3 separate regions of the Mus musculus genome follow, and all the other regions are linked to region 2. The links are chromatin contacts, called in public HiChIP or PLAC-seq and promoter capture Hi-C maps. All regions are on one chromosome and are shown on one strand. The core of a region is the stretch at or near the end of the contact, and the rest is flanking DNA. Distances in the headings are between cores, read along the strand shown.

Region 1 (2,709 bases), core at 150-2,649, 38 kb before region 2:
TTTGCTCTTGAGATTAGCAGTGCTGTGGATAAGACCCAAGGGCTTTGTGCAGTAGGCACGCACACCACCACTGAATCATGCCCCAGCTTATCTCTGAGTACAGTACCTGCCCACTGTATTTTGGACAACAAGAAGGATCACACATGGCAGGAGAGTGGGGTGTGTGTCTGCTAGAATCCGTACAACAATTAAAAAAGGCATGGTAGTTCACACTTGTCATCCTAGTGCTTGGGAGGGGGAGGCAAGAAGATTGAGAGTTCAAAGCCAACGCAGTGGAGATGGCTTAGTGGTAAAGAGCACCCCCAGAAGGCCTGTGTTCAACCCCCAGCACCCACATGGCAGTTCACAGCTGTGTATAAATTCTAGTTTCAGAGAATTCGATGCCCTCTTCTAGGTTTCAAAATTAAAAAGTTCAAAGCCACATAGTGAGAGGGAGGCTAGCCTCTCTTACTCCCCCAACCCCCAAAAGAAAAGAAAAAATAGACATGGATGGAGACTGCTGCATGATGTGAGCCATGGTCTGTACCTGCAGTCTAGGGTGGACAGAGCTCAGAGTAACCAACCACTTGAAGCAGTTGACAGGATTCCTGAAGTTAGGGGCAGAGGAGACATTGAGCACTACTGCCTTAGCACACACACAGGTCTTTATAATGTTCACAGCCCCAGTGGCATCTTCATTGCTGTGTTAGGTAAGAGAAAATGGATGTTAGGAAAGGTTAGAAAATTTGTCTCAGAATTATAGCCAAGTCTAGACTTGGTTTGTCTGAATTCAGACCTGTCAGGTGAAAGAAGGAGAATTGGGGCTGGAGGAGGAGGGGATTGGCAAACAGGTAAGTGAGAGCCTGCTTTGGGGTCCCTCCCCTGAAGGAGCACACAGATGTGGGTGACAGAAGAGATCATTGTCAGCGATCAGTAGCTGACACTGGGTCAGAACCAGACTGTGCAGAGTGGTGGGTCAGTCTTTAGGAGGAGCTATACCGTGTTTTAGTTTTAGTTGTTATGAGACAGATTCTTGGTATGTTAGCTCAGGTTAGCCTCAAACTATGATCCTCCTGTGTCTGCCTCCTGAGTGCTGGAGTTATAAGCATGTACCACCACACCCACATGGGTTGCATTTTGAGTGATGGGTAAGTGATGGTTCCATTGCAAGGCTACAAAGTAGGCAGAGGCATGGGTAGGTGAGAAACACCAGAGTGCAACCAGGAGGGGTCTCTGTCTCCCAGTCATAGCACTTTGCATAGCAGCATGGGTGAGTGGTTGGGTCTGGCTACTCCAGCTGCCCTCATTTGCTGAGTCCTCGCTGTAGGTTGGTGTATTATTAGACAGTGTCTTTGTCTGGAAGGCGCCTTCTGCTGAGTCTCTGAATGAGCAGGCCTGCCGGCAGTTGTCAAAACACATGATGCTTGGCCAGAGGCTCCATGGAAGCCCTTGGCACCCCGTGTGGCCTTTGCTTACACCCCAGGCATGGAATGTGCTCTTGCATGTTCCTGGCGGGCTGCCCATTTCTGTTCTGGGGGCTCCTAGGAGAGCAAAGGCTTGGGTTTTCCCAGATCCTGCCGTGGGAGGGAGAGGGCCAGTTTCCCCAGAAGATGTCTGGGCTTGTTTGTATTAACTGATCTGAGCCGCTTCTGTGGCAGAGATAACAGGCTTCAGCTTGCAGGCACTGAGTGGCCCTGCACTTGGGTGTTCTGCCACCATTTGCAGTATGCTGGGCTCTGGGACGGCAGCTTCTTACTTTGTAGCTCTCTTCCAGAGCATCTACCTGAGCTTCAGAAACTTCCCAGATACGTCTTACCTTTCAGCCACCCCTAAGGCACATCCAGTTTCCAACATTTGGAAGAATGCACTATGTAGGGAGGCCAAGGTGTTTGACCTGTGAGGCTGCAAACTATGGGTCAGAATTGGGGCTTACAGCAGAGGGCTTAGCTGCTGGGTTACCTCAGCTCCAGGGAGGCTTGGTTTGTAGAATACTTTGCTCACCCACTAGTTTTCTTGCCCCAGGTCATATGTGTCCAGTAGTAGGAAGGTCACAGCTGAGGCTACGTAAAGAAAGCCTGTTAACTCTTGGACCGGTGTCTGCCTGGGAATGAATGCCTCTTTAACAGCCTGCCTAGATCACTTTTAAGATCAGGAAAAAAATTGTATGTAGCTGAATGTGGTCCCATGCTTACATAATCTCAGCATTTGGAGAAGTGGAGGCCAAAAGACTAGGAGGCCATCCTTGAATCCAGCCGGGGCTACGTGAGAACCTGTCTTAAGGCATGATGTATATAGAGGGTCAGTACTGCTTGGTGTAAAGCCCTGATGCTGGCTTACCTCTATCCCTTCTCTGTTCCTCTTCCTTAGACCTTCACAGCCTGGTGCAACTCTCATCTTCGGAAGGCTGGCACTCAGATCGAGAATATCGATGAGGACTTCAGGGATGGGCTCAAACTTATGCTTCTGTTGGAGGTCATTTCAGGTAAGGCTCAGGTAGCACTGTGCAACCCATACTATACCCTGCTCTAGCAGGCACTGGTGCTGCCCCTTTGCCACTGGGAAGCTTGACAGTTTCAGCCTGTGTGGTAGGGCTGGGAGTGGTTTGAGTGACTGTGAAGATCCCCCTCACCACCTGTCTTCTCAGGGGAGCGTTTGCCTAAGCCAGAGCGGGGGAAGATGCGAGTGCACAAGATCAACAATGTAAACAAAGCCCTGGACTTCATCGCCAGC
Region 2 (2,700 bases), core at 39-2,538:
GTCATCATGCTACCACGGGGGAAATTGAGGCACAGAGCAAGGAACTGGACTCTACCTGAAAATGGAAGACCCCCGCGTAGCCATCTTGGAAACCTTGTCCAGGGGGGACCACCCGGTACAGGAGCCTGGGGTAGAGTGTGAGGGAGGCAGCAGCTGCAAGAAGCCAGCAGTTTCCTAGGAGGAGGAGGAAAGAGGCTCAGATTAGGTACGAGTGGACCAGAGACCAGCAGACTGAAGAAAGAAGCCATGGGGACAGGAGACAGAGGAGAGGAGCTGTTCAAGTCCTGGGTCTAGGGGCTCCAGACAGTCACAAGGGGGCTCACCCAAGCTTCCCTGGCACACATCTGTTCTGCTCATGTCTTCACAGATGAACTGGGGCTCAGCACAAAACTCCTGGAAGATTAAGGTTCCAGAGAAGCCAGGTAAGGGAAGGCTGGAACAATGGAGAAGTCAGAGGCCTGAGCCCTGACACCAGTACCCAGGTAGTGAGGGCCTCCAACCTTGGGAAAGTCTGTGGGTGGGAGTTTGCCTTCCTGGATCCCCTTGAATCCCGTGGCTGAGTCTGCTCTTATCCCCCACTCCCTTTTCCTAAGAACCAGGATTCTAGACCTCAGCCTGTCTCTCTTACACTCAAGGGTTCATGTCCTGGCCCTGATCCCTCAGGCTAAGACTCTGGCCCTCCTCCCTCAGACCCAAGAGTCCAGGCCCTGGTCCTCCTCCCTCAGACCCAGGCCCTGGCCCTCCTCCCTCAGACCCAAGAGTTCAGGCCCTGGTCCTCCTCCCTCAGACCCAAGAGTTCAGGCCCTGGTCCTCCTCCCTCAGACCCAAGAGTTCAGGCCCTGGTCCTCCTCCCTCAGACCCAGGCCCTGGCCCTCCTCCCTCAGATCCAAGAGTCCAGGACCTGGTCCTCCTCCCTCAGACCCAGGAGTCCTTGTCCTGGCCCTCCCCCATCAGACCCAGGTCCCAGCCCAGCCCCACTTTACATGGGGCCTCTTCCATTCCACCCCTTTGGCCTTCTCTGAGTCAGGTCCCAGCTTGTCATAGCCAAGGGCATCAGGGCCAGCAGGAAAGCAAGGGTCACGAAACAGGATCCCGGAATCCAGGCAAGCTCTTCGGATGGCTTCGTAGTTCTGGCCTTTAAAGAGCTGTGGGCCCCCAGCTCCAGTCCCGGCCCCGTCGTCCACCAGCTGGATGGTGACCTTCCTGTTGCCACTCGCCATTCGGACACTCTGGGCACACAGATGGACCCAAGCCCTTTAACCTCCTGAGTCATGGGGGGCGTGGCTCCTGCTCCATTTGTACCCTGTTGGGGGTCTTTAGGCATCGAGGAGCATTCTCCCTTGTTAATATTAATTGATGGTTTGGGGTGCGAAGGAGCAGGGACGCTTCTTCAGTGGTTTCCTCCCTGGGGCACGGAGCCCTCAGTTGTGGCGAGTTTAGCAGCTTAATGACCTGGAGCACACAAAAGGTGGGCAGGCCTAGGAGGACCAGCCGGGCTCTGGGAGTGCCGGGAAGGAGGTCAACGTGGGGGTGTGTTTCCGCGTGCTTCTTCCTGTTGCCATACCTCAGCCCAGCCCAGCCTCCCTGTCTCCTCAGCTGGGGACAGTGCTGAGGACTGAACCTCCCGATGTGGCAGGCAAGCATCCTCTGCACCTGCAGCTCCAAGGCCCTTCATCGACTGACTTTGAGACCTGGTCTCACTGAGTTTCCGAGGTTAGCCTCGGGCTCCCAGGCTCTCTTGCCTCAGGATCCCTGGTGTTAGATCTACTGGTGTGATTGTTGTTTTGTTTTGAAGGGTTTTGTCCTTTTGTTCGTTTGGTTTGGGATTTTGGAGACAGACTGGGTTTCTCTTGGGTAGCCCTGGCTGTCCTGGAACTCACTCCGTAGACCAGGCTGGCATGGAACTCAGATATAAACATATCCTTGGCTCTTTCCTTTTTTATATTTATAAAACACCACACCTGGTTTCCTCCCAGCTCCCTCTGCTAGCTCTCAGGAAGGTAGACCATGGCTAGGTCACCCAGGCAAGGCTGACTACAGAAAACAGGTTCTGCTCTGTGCTGTGAATGTGGTCACCTGTGCCTGGGATGCTGCGGCCCCTCTCCAAGCCGAGCAGGCTCCGTGAAGCAGGCGGAGGAGGATCTTTGGCAAGGCAGGCAGTCTTGCCTTTCAGTGCCTCTGGCCCCAGGGGAGCCTAGTCACTTTAATTTTGCTGAGACGTTGACAACTCAAGCTTTCAACATCTGCCATCCAACCCCGGCCCTCCAAGCACCATAGCCAACAACAGGGGCTGTCCGAGGCAGGAGAATCGGGAGTTCTACGGTAGTCTTAGCTTACAGCAAATATCGGGCAGCCTAAACTACAAGAGACCCAGTAATGAAACAAAGAAAAATCGCACAGATTTTTCCTCCTGCAGAGTTGCTGGGACCACACAAAGACAGGTAGTTGGTTCAAGTCTCAGCCCAGTCTGTCACTTAGGATTGCAGGTCTGAGGTCAAGTGTGATGCTTCACCCTTGTGATTCCAGCTCTTGGAAGGAAGAGACCAGAGGAACCTGAATTCCAGACCAGCCTAGGCTAAATTGTGGGACAAAGGACTGTGTGTCTTGGGCTAAGTCACATAAACTCCATATGCCTCAGTTTCTTCAAACAGTAGTGTGTGTCCGTGGTTTGCCTTCCTTCCTGCCCCCCCCTCTTTTTTT
Region 3 (2,700 bases), core at 51-2,550, 58 kb before region 2:
CTGGGTGCCAGGGTTCCAGCCATACACTCACCACACCAAGTTTTATAAGGGTTTGTGCCCTCTACCCCCAACGTATCCTTTTTGGTGGATTTGGAATGAATGGAAAAAGGATGGCAGTGAATCGGAGCAGAGTGTAAGAAGCCATCTTACCAGCTTCAGATTTTTTTGTTCTGTTTTGTTTGTTAAAGTGGTAGGAACAAAGTAGGCCTCCTGTCCTTGTGGAGCTAACGATGCAACCCAGCACACAACTCTCAGATAATGAAGTGTTTCAAGGTGTGCTCTTTCTGAGGTGAAATAGGCTGGGAAGGAGCGACCTGGAGAGGCATTTGAGAGGTGAGAAATCGGCCACATGTCTAGGGGCCAGGAAGATAGGCCCTCGTGAGACAACATTGTCCACAAACATTTAGTCAATGTTTTAGACACTGAGTACACAGCATCGAAAAGTCCAGGGCCAGCCCTGCCCTTGAGGCTCCCAGGCAAGAGGGACATCTCAGAAACTGTGTCATCTGATGCTGGTACAGATGGCACACCAGCATTCCTTCAGCTTAGCCTCACATGCACTCGGCATTGATAAACAGCCTTGGGGATAAGGGGACCTGGCTTGCCTTAGGCCACCTAGCCTGTGAACAGCAGAGCTGAGAACCAAATAGGGCTTTCCCCCTTTTTGGCTATTCTAGCAGGATGGAGCAGTTGGTCTCCTGGTGAGGCTTGGGATTCAAGCATGAGATGGCATCCTGTCCAGAGGATGGGGTGTGGTGAGGAGAGAGTTGGAGAAATCTCTGGTTTCATAGCCCACCTCTCTGTTCCCTGGACCCTTAGGAGAGAGGCATTTGGCTAAAGATTGTGTTGGGGAACCTGATTAAGTAGTGGGGAGTAGAGAGTTGAGCGAGGCCTTCTGAAGTTGGCTGCCTATATATGGCTTGGTCTGGAGGAGCAGGTGACGGTAGTGGGAGTTGTTTTCTGTGCTGCTAGTGGGAGGTGCCCAGTAACATTCCTTTGTAGACAAGCACAAACTAGATAGCTTTGAAATTGAAGGTTTGAAACCAGCCAAAGAATTAATCCTGGTCTGAGATTCGCACGATGAGAGTACAGCCAACCTGGATTGGGTGTGGTTTTCTTGACTGTTGCTTTTTAATAAGCCCAGAAATAACTTTTGAGAAGGAGGATCTGTGTGAGCATCTCGATGCGTTCTTGAGAGCTGACCTGGGAGCCTCCAGCTATCTGAAGGGCTCTAGTCCATGTTGTAACACAAGCACTTTGGCTAATGAGGTGTCGGGCAGAGGTTCCCTGGTGAAGGTTCAGCTGAGTGAGCCCAGTGAGGGCACCACATTGCCTCCTCCCCCAGAGGCCTGGCCACAGGGCTCATACACTTGTGAGCCTCTTTCCTGGGACCCATGTGCTCAGGTTGTGAGTACTACCATACTCTTGAGCTTGGTTTCCAGGGATTCAGGCTACAAGCTGGAGTATACCAGAGGCTCTCTGCCTGCCTAGGGGACTTCAGGCAAAGAAGCCTCAGTTTTCTTATTTACAAAATCATGGCCAAGAGTCTCCACCCCAGAGTGGTCAGGATTTAGAGAGATGGCATCTTTATGGGGTTGGATGTGGGGGGCGGGGGGCGGGGGGGCTTTGAAGAGAGTTCCATGGTGTCATATTAGAAGCCGGCTCTTTATGGAAGACTGAGCTGCAGTCAGCTCAGCTGCCAGATAGTAAGCATGTCTTCCTCATACCATCTCAGAGGTGATAGTGGATAGAGCTGAACAGAGGCAAGGGGTAGGTAGCAGTGTCTTTGCAGTGGGCTTAGAGGGGGCTACAGAGCCCACAAATCTCCCTAAGCATATGTTGAGCACATGCATCATGCAGAATGCTGCATGTATGTAGCCTCTAGACCAGATATTAGGAGGTACACAGACAGCTTTGCTCTGCTATAGACAGGCCCAGAAAAGCACAAGTTGTAGCTTTTCCTCCCAGGAAGCCCGAGGGGGGTGGGGGGCGGGGGCGAGGAACAGTTCTGAAACAGCTTCTTTGTCCCATTGTAAGAGCACAGCCAAGCGGTCAGGTCCTTGCACCAGTTGGAAGTAGTTTGGCCCAAGCATTGCCTTGGGCTCTCTGAGCTGTTGTCATAGGGCTGAGCATCATCCTGCTTGGCTTGCTCCTAGGTATCTTTGTTCCCATGATGGGGCCCTGTGGCATGTGCTTTGTCCACTAGACTTTCCAGTCACATCCACATTTCCCAGATACAGTCATGTTCTCTCTTGCCTGGTGCCTTCACAAGGGCCTCAGTGCTAGCCTCTTTTTTTGTTTGTTTGTTTTGGTTTTTTTTGGTTTGGTTTGGTTTGGTTTTTTTGTTTTTTGTTTTTTTGTTGTTGTTTTTTTCGAGACAGGGTTTCTCTGTGTAGCCCTGGCTGTCCTGGAACTCACTCTGTAGACCAGGCTGGCCTGAAACTCAGAAATCCGCCTGCCTCTGCCTCCCAAGTGCTGGGATTAAAGGCATGCGCCACCATGCCCGGCCGCTAGCCTCTTTCCATTTCCATTCTTTAGATCTTATTTTTCACTGTCCTACTTGTTACACACACACACACAAACACACCCTGTACATTGGTGTTCTGCCTGCATGTGTGTCAGAGGACATCAGATCCTCTGGAACTGGAGAGTTACAGACAGTTGTGAGCTTTTGTGTTTGTTGGGAATTGAAACCAGGTA

What was found. Promoter capture Hi-C pulls out the DNA fragments that hold promoters and counts their contacts. HiChIP or PLAC-seq counts read pairs in DNA pulled down with a chosen protein or histone mark.
Region 1: a promoter capture Hi-C map of epiblast stem cells shows a contact between it and region 2, with 3 times the contacts expected there. The contact joins the enhancer-like site here to the promoter of Capn12 in region 2. A contact is called at or near these places in 5 of 39 promoter capture datasets (the 3T3-L1 cell line, embryonic stem cells and epiblast stem cells), 1 of 15 datasets of contacts at CTCF or cohesin (the NIH/3T3 cell line), 17 of 484 Hi-C or Micro-C datasets (the AML12 cell line, the C10 cell line, Th1 cells and 7 more), 10 of 115 datasets of contacts at active chromatin or transcription factors (the HPC-7 cell line, embryonic fibroblasts, embryonic stem cells and 6 more) and 4 of 9 other capture datasets (adipose tissue, embryonic stem cells, liver and 1 more).
Region 3: a contact with region 2 is called in an H3K27ac HiChIP or PLAC-seq map of embryonic stem cells, with 6 read pairs. The contact joins the enhancer-like site here to the promoter of Capn12 in region 2. A contact is called at or near these places in 1 of 39 promoter capture datasets (macrophages), 1 of 15 datasets of contacts at CTCF or cohesin (the NIH/3T3 cell line), 2 of 484 Hi-C or Micro-C datasets (embryonic stem cells and nephron progenitors), 4 of 115 datasets of contacts at active chromatin or transcription factors (bone marrow-derived macrophages, embryonic stem cells, extraembryonic endoderm stem cells and 1 more) and 2 of 9 other capture datasets (adipose tissue and liver).

The regions. Positions count from the first base shown.
Region 1 is chr7:28,918,706-28,921,414 of GRCm38.p6, reverse strand. Actn4 (actinin alpha 4) reads left to right here. Exons shown (of 21, transcript NM_021895.3): 2 at 2,347-2,461; 3 at 2,624-2,709. Among named protein-coding and RNA genes, the nearest start is that of Gm38978, 7.4 kb to the left of the region's middle. Within about 2 kb of position 1,399, at least 126 of the 459 cell types and tissues checked have an H3K27ac peak or open chromatin away from gene starts, as enhancers often do. A contact at or near this core is called in the AML12 cell line, the NIH/3T3 cell line, adipose tissue and 4 more, where this site is marked.
Region 2 is chr7:28,880,244-28,882,943 of GRCm38.p6, reverse strand. Capn12 (calpain 12) reads right to left here and starts at 1,288. Exons shown (of 21, transcript NM_001110807.1): 1 at 984-1,288; 2 at 324-393; 3 at 56-174. The coding sequence starts at 1,220.
Region 3 is chr7:28,938,226-28,940,925 of GRCm38.p6, reverse strand. The region is part of intron 1 of Actn4 (actinin alpha 4); the gene reads left to right. Among named protein-coding and RNA genes, the nearest start is that of Gm51446, 3.4 kb to the left of the region's middle. Within about 2 kb of position 1,300, at least 54 of the 459 cell types and tissues checked have an H3K27ac peak or open chromatin away from gene starts, as enhancers often do. A contact at or near this core is called in adipose tissue, embryonic stem cells and extraembryonic endoderm stem cells, where this site is marked.